Linked DNA regions of Mus musculus: region 1 is linked to region 2. Evidence: chromatin contacts called from public Hi-C data. All regions are on one chromosome and are shown on one strand. The core of a region is the stretch at or near the end of the contact, and the rest is flanking DNA. Distances in the headings are between cores, read along the strand shown.

Region 1 (4,780 bases), core at 2,006-4,505, 350 kb after region 2:
AGACAACTCTTATAAAGGACAACATTTAATTGGGGCTGGCTTACAAGTTCAGATTTCAGTCCATTATCAACAAGGTACGAGCATGGCACTATCCAGGCAGGCATAGTGCAGGAGGCGCTGAGAGTTCTTCATCTTCATCTGAAGGCCACTAGGAGAAGACTGGCTTCCTGGCAGCTAGGATGAGGATCTTAAAGCCCACACCCAAAATGACATACTTCCTTCATCAAGGCCACACATACTCCAACAAGGCCACACCTCCAAATAGAGCCACTCCCTAGGCCAAGCATATTCAAACCACCATAGGTAGCAATCCTATTTTACTATAAATGTAGCTGATGACCCAGGATCTAATTTTTTTCAGCAATAAAATGATCAGAGGATTCAGTTTTGCTGTAGTCATCATTCTTAGTATAATCTGTTACTATCAACTATGGGTGGGGTTTCTTGTATGTGTATGTGCGTATGGCACACATACATGCATCTATGAATACAGGTGTATGTACAAGTACCCATGTTTGCCTATGTTCATGCATGTGGAACCAGAGCTTGACATTGGGAGTGTCCACCCTATATGCTAAAGTAGGGCCTTTTGCTGAAAGTGGAGCTCAGCCTATCCTTGAGACGTCTTTGTGTCTGACTTCTGAGTGATTTTAGGCAGGGCACTATGCCTGGCCAACATGAGCCTGGCTTCTGAGATCTAAACTGTGCTCTTCATGCGTTTATAAGTGAGCACTCTGAGAAAGCTCCTCATTCCCCAGTTGGGTATCATCCCATTTATTCCTTTGGAGATGTCTGGTATGCATGCTCGCCCCTCTGCATTTATGTATTTGCTTATTTATTTATTTATTATTTTACTTATTATGGTTCTGAGACAGAGTCCTACAACATAGCTCGAGCTGGCCTCCAGTTTGGTAATCCACCTGCATCAGCCATGTCAGGACTCCAGCCATGTCCACCACACCTGACTTCTACCTTTATAAACAAACACATAGCTAAGGGGAAAAATCTTAAGTAACTTCCCACCACCCTAGAGTTCTAGTGATCCAGGATTTTTCCTTCGCTGATTATCCAAACAGTATTATACAGTACAGAAAGGCCAATGCTAAAGTGCACTGTCATAGCTAATATAATCAAGTTAGTGATCTGAATGCTATTATGAGGTGAGCATATAACTCCAAACTTGGTAATGCTGAGGTTTTGAAATTGACTTATAAGCTCCTTGGGAGCTTACGGAAGTTCCAAATTAGTGGGATCAAGGTTAGGAAAGCTCCAGTTGGCTCTATTACTATTTCCTTTTACCTCTCCAAGGTTATCAGCGTGTTATCCGAGGGTCTGTGGCAAACAGCTTGCAGGCATCCTTGCTCAATGAATGAATACTCAGAAACTGATGTGCCATTCCTTCCTTCTAGCTGCGCTCCAGGCAGCACAGCATTTTTGTTGCTTGTTTGTTTGTTTTGTTATGTTAGAATCAGCTGTAACTGGAATATCTCGCTTTGGGACCCCACTAACCAGGCTACCAGCGTCACAATTGTCTAAACCACAGGGGGAAAGAAACACCCAATAGCTCTGTCCTTTTTCTTCATTTTATGAAACAGATCTCCTGTCCCTATGAGAATGGGCTCTGGGTTTCTGAGAACTCGGGCAAGATGACAGCTGTGGGCGTCAGAAGAGACATCTAGAAGGAATCGACAGGGAATCTACTCTGACGAGGCAGAAAGCCCCTTCTTGGAAAGTTCCAAGCAGTGGCCCCTAGCCACCCTTGCTGGAGACAGTGATGTTTTCAGCTTTAAATATCTCCTTCTTCATGGCTCAGATGTAATTCTGTGCTGCCCTGCATCAATCACATTTGTACTTGTGAGTTTTTTTGTTTTTTTTTTTTCTCGCTGTGAGAACATACCTGACAAGCAGAAACTTGGGGATGGCTTTATTTTGGACCACAGTTCTAGAGAATATAGTAACTGTCATTGTGGAAGCAGAGACACAGCAACTCCAGCAGGCAGAAGCTGCTCCCATTACATCTGCAGTCTGGAAGCAGGGGGTTAGACAGGAAGTGCAGCTGGGTAAAGGCCCGCCTCTAGTAGCCCACTTCCTTTTAAAGGTTTCACAGCCTTCTCAAATGACGTCAACAGCAAAAGACCAATTTTCAGATGCATGAACCTATGAGGACATTGCATGTTTAAATCCCAGTACCATCCTTCAAATAAATTTGTCCTTTGGGCACAAGGAAGCCTCTGTTTGATGTATCTAGCCATCTATAGCCTCCCTAAATAAAGTGTGAGCCAGGAGCCTTTTCTGATGATTCAGAACTGAGGGATAGGTATCTCACTAAGTTGGACTGGGAGCCATTGATCTTGGAATTGGCGATTGATTGTGCCTAACTAAAAGATCCCTTGAACCATGAATTGAATAAACTTTGAACTGTCCCAGAAGCAGACAGATCTGAGGGTCTTATAGCCCCAGATAGGAGGAAAGAGGGGGGAGCATCTATGCTTTCTGTTTTCAAGTCAAAGTTGTCCCCCAAGTTGTGAAGAGTGTTGTAGTCTTTATTTCTCTCCCAAGACTCCACGGTACCCCCACATAGCCTTATAAAACTGCCTCTTGTTTGTCAATTAAATCGACTCAAAAGGCTTTCTGGAGCTTTTCGTTTTGTTTTCCTGCAAATGTCCTTACTGGGAGGATAAGTGCGCTGAGGATATTATTTTGGACCTTTTTAAAATTGGCGTGTGTATGCTTGTGTGTGTGCAGGCATGCCACAGTGCTCATGTGAAGGGAAGAGAACAATTTGCAGGAGTTGATTCTCTTCTTCTATCATGTGGGGCCCAGGGATTAAATTGTATACTGGAATGGTTCTAACCTCTTACAGCATGTTGCAACACACACACACACACACACACACACACACACACACACACACACACCTTTCTTAACATGCTAAGTACTGATCCCAGAGCCTGACAGATGCTCAGCCGCTGGGCTATACCCCCAGCCTGCTGCTTTTCACTTTTAATTCTGAGATTGTGTCTCCCCGTGTTGATCAGGTTGGCCTTGAGTTTTCAATCTTCCAGCCTCAGCCTCCTCTGGAAGCTGGGATAGCAGGCATGCAGGCCCAGGCCAGGCTACCTTCTAATCGTGAAATCTACATTGATCCATCTCCCACAGGGCCACTGTGCACTTTAAATAGTTTACATAGGCCGGGGTGGTGGATGGCAGGCTTTCTGGCCATGTGCGCGTGTGACTGATTCATAGTCTGTTGCCTTCTGCAGATGAATCATCACCTTGCCAGGTGTCAGACTCCTACTGAAATCCCAGTGGCATCTCTATATGCTCCTGCAATATGCACATGTCAGGGAGAAGTCCAAGCAGGGTTATGTATATATGGGGGGGGGGGGGAAATCAGAGGACAACTTGCAGGACCCAGTTTTTTCCTTCTACCGCATAGGTTCCAGAGATTGAACTCATATTTGGTGGCTTGGTGGCATGAGAGACATCTTCACCTTATTTTGGAAGGACTGTGTCTCTCACTGAAGCTAGGACTCACCAATCAAGCTAGACTGGCTGCCTGGGAGCTCCCAGGAACCTCCTGTCTCTGATTCCCCAGTGCTGGGATTAGAGGCTGCTATCACTGTGTCTGGACCTTACCTGAGCACCAAAGATCCAAACTCCAGTCCCAGTGCAGCCAGACAAGCACTTTACCAATGGAACCATCTCCCCATCCCCAGTTACACCACCTTTTCTTCTCCTCAGAGCTGAAGTGTTTTAATTAGGACCTTCATGTCAGAGGGACTGCATGCATTTTATGTTCAAACTCGCTGCTGCCAGAGATCTGAAGTCTGGAGGGAAGCTGTTCTCCATCAGATGAAGGAATATCAAAACTATACATGCACACTGGCAAGAGCTGTTGCTTCCTTGCTTCAAGAGGGTAAAGCCCACTCTACTTTCAAATCATGGGATGGCATCTACTCAAATTGGTAGCTGACCACTATAAACTGCAGCCCCGACAGAAGCCACAAGGGCAGAACAATTCGGCTCACTTTTACATCTATATATTTGAGGATTTTTTTTTTCTTATTGCATTAGAAAGACCTCAAGTTTCTGAGGTTCTAGGGTGGGTTGGTACCCAGGGGAGACAGCTCCCTTCTCAAAGGTGAAGAGGAGAGGGGATGGAGGGAAAGACTATGTGAGGGAGTCTGGGAGGAGAGGGAGCTATGATGGGAATGTAAAGTAAACACGTAAGTAAGTAAGTAAGTAAGTAAATAAATAAATAAATAAATAAATAAATAAGGGGGTAAAGAGAAAGACTTTAAGTCTCAAAGTACATCTAAGATAAACATCTCTTAAGATATATTACTCGATGGGCAGTAGTGGCAGATGCCTTTAATCCCAGCGCTTGGGAGGCAAAGGCAGGAGGATTTCTGAGTTTGAGGCCAGTCTGGTCTACAGAGTGAGCTCCAGAACAGCCAGGGCTACACAGAGAAACCCTGTCTCGAAAAAACAAAAACAAAAAAAAAAAAAAAAAAGAAAGAAAGAAAGAAAGAAAAAGATATATTACTCAATTAACAACAAAAACTAGACAGGCAGATTTTTAGGACTTTTTTTTTAATTGTGTGTGTGTGTGTGTGTGTGTGTGTGTGTGTGTGCTCACCCATGCGCAGATGCCCACAGGTGCCAGAAGAGGGCATCCAATCTCTTGGTGCTGAAGGTGCAGGCAGTCCTGAGATGCCTGATATGGGGAGCAAAAACAGTGCTCACTCCTAACCTCTGAGCCACCCTGCCAGTGCCC
Region 2 (5,518 bases), core at 305-2,804:
TCCCCACTGTATTTATCTACCTGACATTCTCCCCCCCCCCCCCCCCCCGACCACCAAGCTCAGGCTGTCCTGGAAACTCACTGATTCCAGATAATCCTGTCTCTACCTCCTCAGTGCTTCGAGGTCAGGTGTGCCCCACCACACCTGATTCATTTCTCACTCTTTATGGCAACCCCTTCCACACACATCTGTGAAACGAACACACACAGCTCACCTGGTGACCCAAGAAGCCTCTAAGACAATTTGAGAGGGAAGGCTGGGACATGAAAAGATAGGACTATCGTGGGCTAAGAAAATTTAAATGTCAAAGGTGTGCCAACAGTAGCAAGTGTGCCGGGACTCAAGAAACCCTGCAGCTCAGGCGGCAGGCCAGGAGGCACAGACAGGGAGGGGACCCTGATTAACTTGGATGACTGGCTGCCAGTGCCCAAACTCCCTTGGCAGCAGGACCAGCCAACGGAGAGGTGGTGGCTGAGCTTTTTGGAAGAAACGCTAAAGATGACTTTCCACGGGTTGTTCCTGATTGGAGCAAGAAATGTCTCCACATCTTTGATGCTGACAGTGTAGGCTGCTGAGATTCATGGTCCTCATAGGGAGATAAGACCCTGGAAGCTCGGATAAAAGGGAGATACCAGAAAAGCTAGTGCCAACCAGGTGGGTTGTTCTCTCTCCGGCTCACCCTATCAGGAGCAGGAAGGGGTTATGAGAGCCCTCTGGGGGCTGGGGGCGGGGGTAGGTGACTATTACTTTGATCTTTTTCTTGATAAGACTACCCTTGGTAGCAAGATGTATCCTGTTAGCAGCTGGACACTTGAACGGCAGTCAGATGGTCCCCCAGAAAGCTAAGTGGTGACTCTAAGCTAATTGTTGCCCTTCAAGTGTGAGTCAAGGGAGACCAGGATTCTCTCTGGGTGTAGACTTGGGAAGTCAGCCCCAGGTTAGGCTGCAAACAATCTGTGAAGTTTCCACCCCACACCTTGTGTCAAGGTAGGTACCCATTCTTTCTTATGGAATCTATACTATGACCTTGGTAGAAGTGGGGACGGGCCACATGTTCTGGGGCTCTAGGGACGCGGGATGAGAGGTGGGTGTGTGTGCTTATGCCCTTCGTAGACATAGCGAAGGGATGGCTCACAGCATTTTGCTCTCACCCTGGTTTTGACTACCAGCCTTTCCGTCGACACCTCCTCCTCCCCCATGGCATTTGGGGACTCAGGTGTAACCGTGGGCATCGGGCATCCGGGAAGAAGGAGTTAAGGTAGGGGTGGGCGTGCTTGGGTTGGGGCTGAGGTGTTTAATAGAGAGAAGCAAGCAATTGGCGAATGTGAACGTGGGCAGCTTCTCTGGGGAGGAGAGGAAAGAGGGCCGGCTGCTAAGCTGCAGCTCGCCCCCCGCGTGTGTCTGCCTGTGTGTGCAGCGTGCATGTGTGTGAGAGAGCGAGTGAGCGAGCGAGCGAGTGAGTGAGTGTGAGTGCGCGCGCACCGAGGCGTTCCTCAGGTTGCGCTGCCTGGAAACGGAGGGAGCCATTGGAGAGGCTTTGGGGGTGGGGGTGGGGGTGGGAGGTCCCCAATCCTGGGAGAAAAGAGAAGAGAGACTGGGGTGGCCAAGCCAGTCCAGCAACCAGGCTCCAGCCTCGGTGGGGGGAAGAAGCCAAGAGTGGTAGGGGGATCTCCTTGCTAGAGACCGCTAGGCTTCTTCATCTGGAGGAACCGGGGAGGCACTGGGGAGGAGGCCGGAGCTGCATGGAGTTTCTGGGGCGCGCAACTCCGGCGGGGCCTCGGCCACTGGGCTCCCGGGCGCAGCGAGGAGGCAGCCGCGCACATGGGCTAAGCCCGCGCGGCCAGCGGGCGCGGGAGGGGTAGAGGCGAGAGCGGTGCAGGGGGTGCGGGGCGCACGTTCCCCCAGACGGGAGGCGAGGACAAGGACAGGGGAGAAAGGAGCAGCCTAGATCATCGCGGGCTCTGCAAAGCCCAGCTGTGAGACTCAAGGGAAAGGCAAGACTCGCGCCGCGCCGGGCTCCCGGGTGCCGCTGGGTTGGGCAAAGCGGCCTCTCAACCAGAGTGGGGGCACGCCGTGGGAGCCGGCTACGGAGAGGAAGGATGCCCGCGCGGGGACGCGTGTGAGCGCCAGCTTGAGCGCTCTGTTTCGCGTCGCCCCCTCCCTGCGGGCCTCGGAGGAGGTGCCTGGGCTGCCGGGCAGCGGAGCTCCGGCTCCAGGAGAGGTGAGTGATGCTCTCTCCCAGTCTTTATCCTGCATCCTCCCTGCATCGTTGCCTCCCTCGCTGCTTCAATGGTCCCTTCCCCGGATGCCCCTATCCTAGCGAGTCTCGGAGTGGGCGGGTGTGCTGCCCACAAGCGCCTCCCGGACCTGTTGGCCCCGCTCTTAGCACCCCATCTCTCGGGGCCGGGGTGTCACCCGAGCCATCCTGATCTCTCTTCATGCTTAGGGTGGGTGAGGAACGCTGGAATTGCAGAAGGGCCTGGGTACACTCGTGGGAATCCCGGGACTGTGCCCAGCTCGTGGAGTCTTGGGTGCTAGTGGCCATCGGGCTGCGCGCCCCCGGGGACACCCAGGTTGTGGGAAAAGGGAGCTTTGGGTGTCGGGGATCCGATCCGCATCGCAGCCTAAGTGGGAGTCCTTGGTGGCATTCTGGTCTCCGGGAAGCTGGAGTCATGGCGATCTATCTAGGGAGGTGGGAGGTATGGATCACTCCATCTCCATCTTCCCACCCCGATGCTCGCTTCCTTGGGGGAGGATCGGTGGTCTTGGAGCACATGGGGTGACCCTAGAGGCCTCAGGCAGTCCCACCGGGACCTCTGGGTGGCAAGCTTTGGAACTAATCCAGATCGAGGGCAGAGGTAGACACTCCGCCTCTCTAGCGCAAGCCAGGTTTGCCTGGGTGCCCAGCTTCCCCAGACCAGCGCTTCAGGGAGTGAACTTCCTCAGACTTGGTCTGAGGGCGCCTGGGCAGCAGCAGGTAGTTCTAGTCTTGCCTCAGGGAGAACCCGAGGATACTTTGATCCACAAGCAGATGGTGCTAAGCCAGGACTGAGCGCTGCGGTTTGATTCCACAGTGCAGGACACGTGCATCTTCGGCCCCCATCCCAGTGTTTCTTCTCCAAGCTGTTCCTTTGCCCGAGGAGTTTGTGAGAGATCCCATTTGCGCCTCATTCCTTACCTCCAGGGGTAGCTGTGCCTGCATGCAGTTCCTTAGGTGCCAAGACTGGGGCGCCATCCCTAGGCCCCAGACTATTCTTTTTTATTGTTTTTACATAAAAAGGAGACATTCCTGGGTCCACAATATAGCAGCCAAGAGTCGGTAGCGTGTGACTGTGAAGTCTGATAAATTGTGTTCTTAACTACGTTCTGCAGTGGCACAGTGCAGTCTGAACTGCAGAGTTACCAAGACCAGGAGAGACAACGGGGCACTGTTCTAACCCTATGCTTTTGTGCACGTGGAGGGACTCGTGTTCTGCATCGAACTGCTGTCTCCCAGTCTCAAAGATCAACTTTAAACACACATACACACACACACACACACACACACACACACACACACCCCGGAGCTAAGCATAGGTTGTGAAGCTGCTTCGTGTGAATTGTCTTACAGGGTGGGGTGCAAGACATGCTGTCCACAGAGCACCACTCCGGCTGTCCTTGGGGTTGTTGGAGGTGGTGATTTAACATTTTAATTAATTAATTAACTAACTAATTAATTAATGCAAGGTGGGCATCAGTGATATGGTAACAATCAATGTGAGTTGTTATTGTTATTTATTAGTTTCTTACTTATTTGGTGTGTGTGTGTGTGTGTGTGTGTGTGTGTGTGTGTTGGAGGCCAGAGGCATAGAATCTCCCTGAAGCTGGAGTTACAGTGTAAGTAAGTAAGCCACCTGACATGGGCCCTGGGAACCAAACTCAGTTCCTCTCTGCAAGAGCAGCAAGCACTCTTGACCACTGAACCATCTTTTTCCCCCCTGATTTTATTTATTTTATTTTCTCTTTGGCATTACTGGGGATGACACCCAATGTTGGGTATCCGTTTCCTCGGAGTGCTCCACCACTGAGTGAAGTCCCCACTTCCTACCGTTGGCTTGTACTCACTAATTCTGCACTGTGAGGTGTTGGCTGAAGTCTTAGGTGACCCTTTAGATCTCTCCTGGGCTGGCAGCTCCCTTGCTGTGACTCGTTTAGCATCCTCCCATGGTGCTCAGGTCATGGAGACTGTTCATTACTTCTTTGAGCAGTGCACGGGGTCCTGGCAGATACCCAAGGCTAGTCATGAGCTGGGTGGCTTCTGAAAGGTGGCCTTTTCAGAGTCAGTTGAAGCTTGTGTGGTTTAATCGAAGCAGCTGGGGGGCACCTTTCGAATTGTTTTAGGATTGTTCACTAAAATGCCACCTCTTTTCCAATCCTGAAAGTGACAGTTGCCACCAACCCAGCCTTCACTGACAGTGTGGCATAGAGTCATTTGTAGAAAGAGAATAAGTAGCCAGGGATGGTGGCTAAGGTCTGTGACCTCAGCACCTATGATGCTGAGGCAGGAGGATTGAGGCTAGGCTGGGCTGCATTGTGAGACTCTCTCTCTCAATCAATCAATCAATCAGTCAGCCAGTCACATAGATCCTATCTCAAAACAAATGAACCAACAACAAAATAATTTAATTCAGCTGGTATCACTGAGAAAACTCACAGTTAAGTCCTAATGGGAATCCTTGAACCCCTTTCCTCTTGGTAGATAAGGGTGGGCAGCCGGACAGGGTAGAAGGTATCTGCCGGCCCTTCCCTCCCTCCCTCCCTCCCTCCCTCCCTCCCTCCCTCCCTCCCTCCCTCCCTTCCCTCCCTCCTCTTCTTTCTTTCTTTCTTTCTTTCTTTCTTTCTTTCTTTCTTTCTTTCTTTCTTTCTCTCTCTGTATTTTTGTGTGTGCAGGTGTAAGTGTATTTGTGCACAGGTGTGGAGACCCGAGGTCAGTCTTGTCTGTCATTGATCAGGTGCTGTCTGTCTTGGATTTTTTAAAAAAAAAATTCTTAACATTTATTGTTTATTATTATGTTATTGGTGTATATGTGTGTGTGCATGTGTGTGTAGGTGTATGTATATGTGTGAATGTGTGCGCTCATCCCTAGTGCTTGCTAGGTATGTGAGGCTGGCTTATGAAGCCCTAGGGATCCTCTAGTCTCTGCCTGAAGCCCCAGAGATCCTCCAGGCTCTGCCTCCCCATCCCTGGGATTATAAGTGTGTGCTGCCACGCCTGGCTCAAGCTCATAGCCTCATCTTTGTGCAGTAAGCCGTTTACAGACAAAACTCTCTCCCCAGCCCAATAGCCACTCTTTTGAATTTATCATTTATCTCCTCATTAGGGCTTAAAATACAGGGTAGGGCAGGGTTCCAATTTAGAATTCCTTCTTTCTCTCCCTCCCTTCCTTTTCTTTGAGACAGGGTCTCACGTGGCTCCTGGCGGACCTCTGCTTTTCTGTGTAGGATGGGATGGCTTTGAACTCTACATTCTTCTGCCTCC

The links. Hi-C and Micro-C count contacts between places; a contact is called where the count stands out from the background.
Region 1: a Hi-C map of cerebral cortex shows a contact between it and region 2, with 2.3 times the contacts expected there. The contact joins the enhancer-like site here to the promoter of Caln1 in region 2. A contact is called at or near these places in 3 of 39 promoter capture datasets (the C10 cell line, cranial neural crest and second pharyngeal arch cranial neural crest), 3 of 484 Hi-C or Micro-C datasets (cerebellum, cerebral cortex and forebrain) and 8 of 115 datasets of contacts at active chromatin or transcription factors (embryonic basal ganglia, embryonic forebrain, embryonic hindbrain and 5 more).

What each region holds. Positions count from the first base shown.
Region 1 is chr5:130,794,691-130,799,470 of GRCm38.p6, forward strand. The region is part of intron 4 of Caln1 (calneuron 1); the gene reads left to right. Among named protein-coding and RNA genes, the nearest start is that of Gm40337, 58 kb to the right of the region's middle. Within about 2 kb of position 3,256, at least 7 of the 459 cell types and tissues checked have an H3K27ac peak or open chromatin away from gene starts, as enhancers often do. A contact at or near this core is called in cerebral cortex, where this site is marked.
Region 2 is chr5:130,447,238-130,452,755 of GRCm38.p6, forward strand. It overlaps Caln1 (calneuron 1), which reads left to right and starts at 1,555. Exons shown (of 6, transcript NM_021371.2): 1 at 1,555-2,221.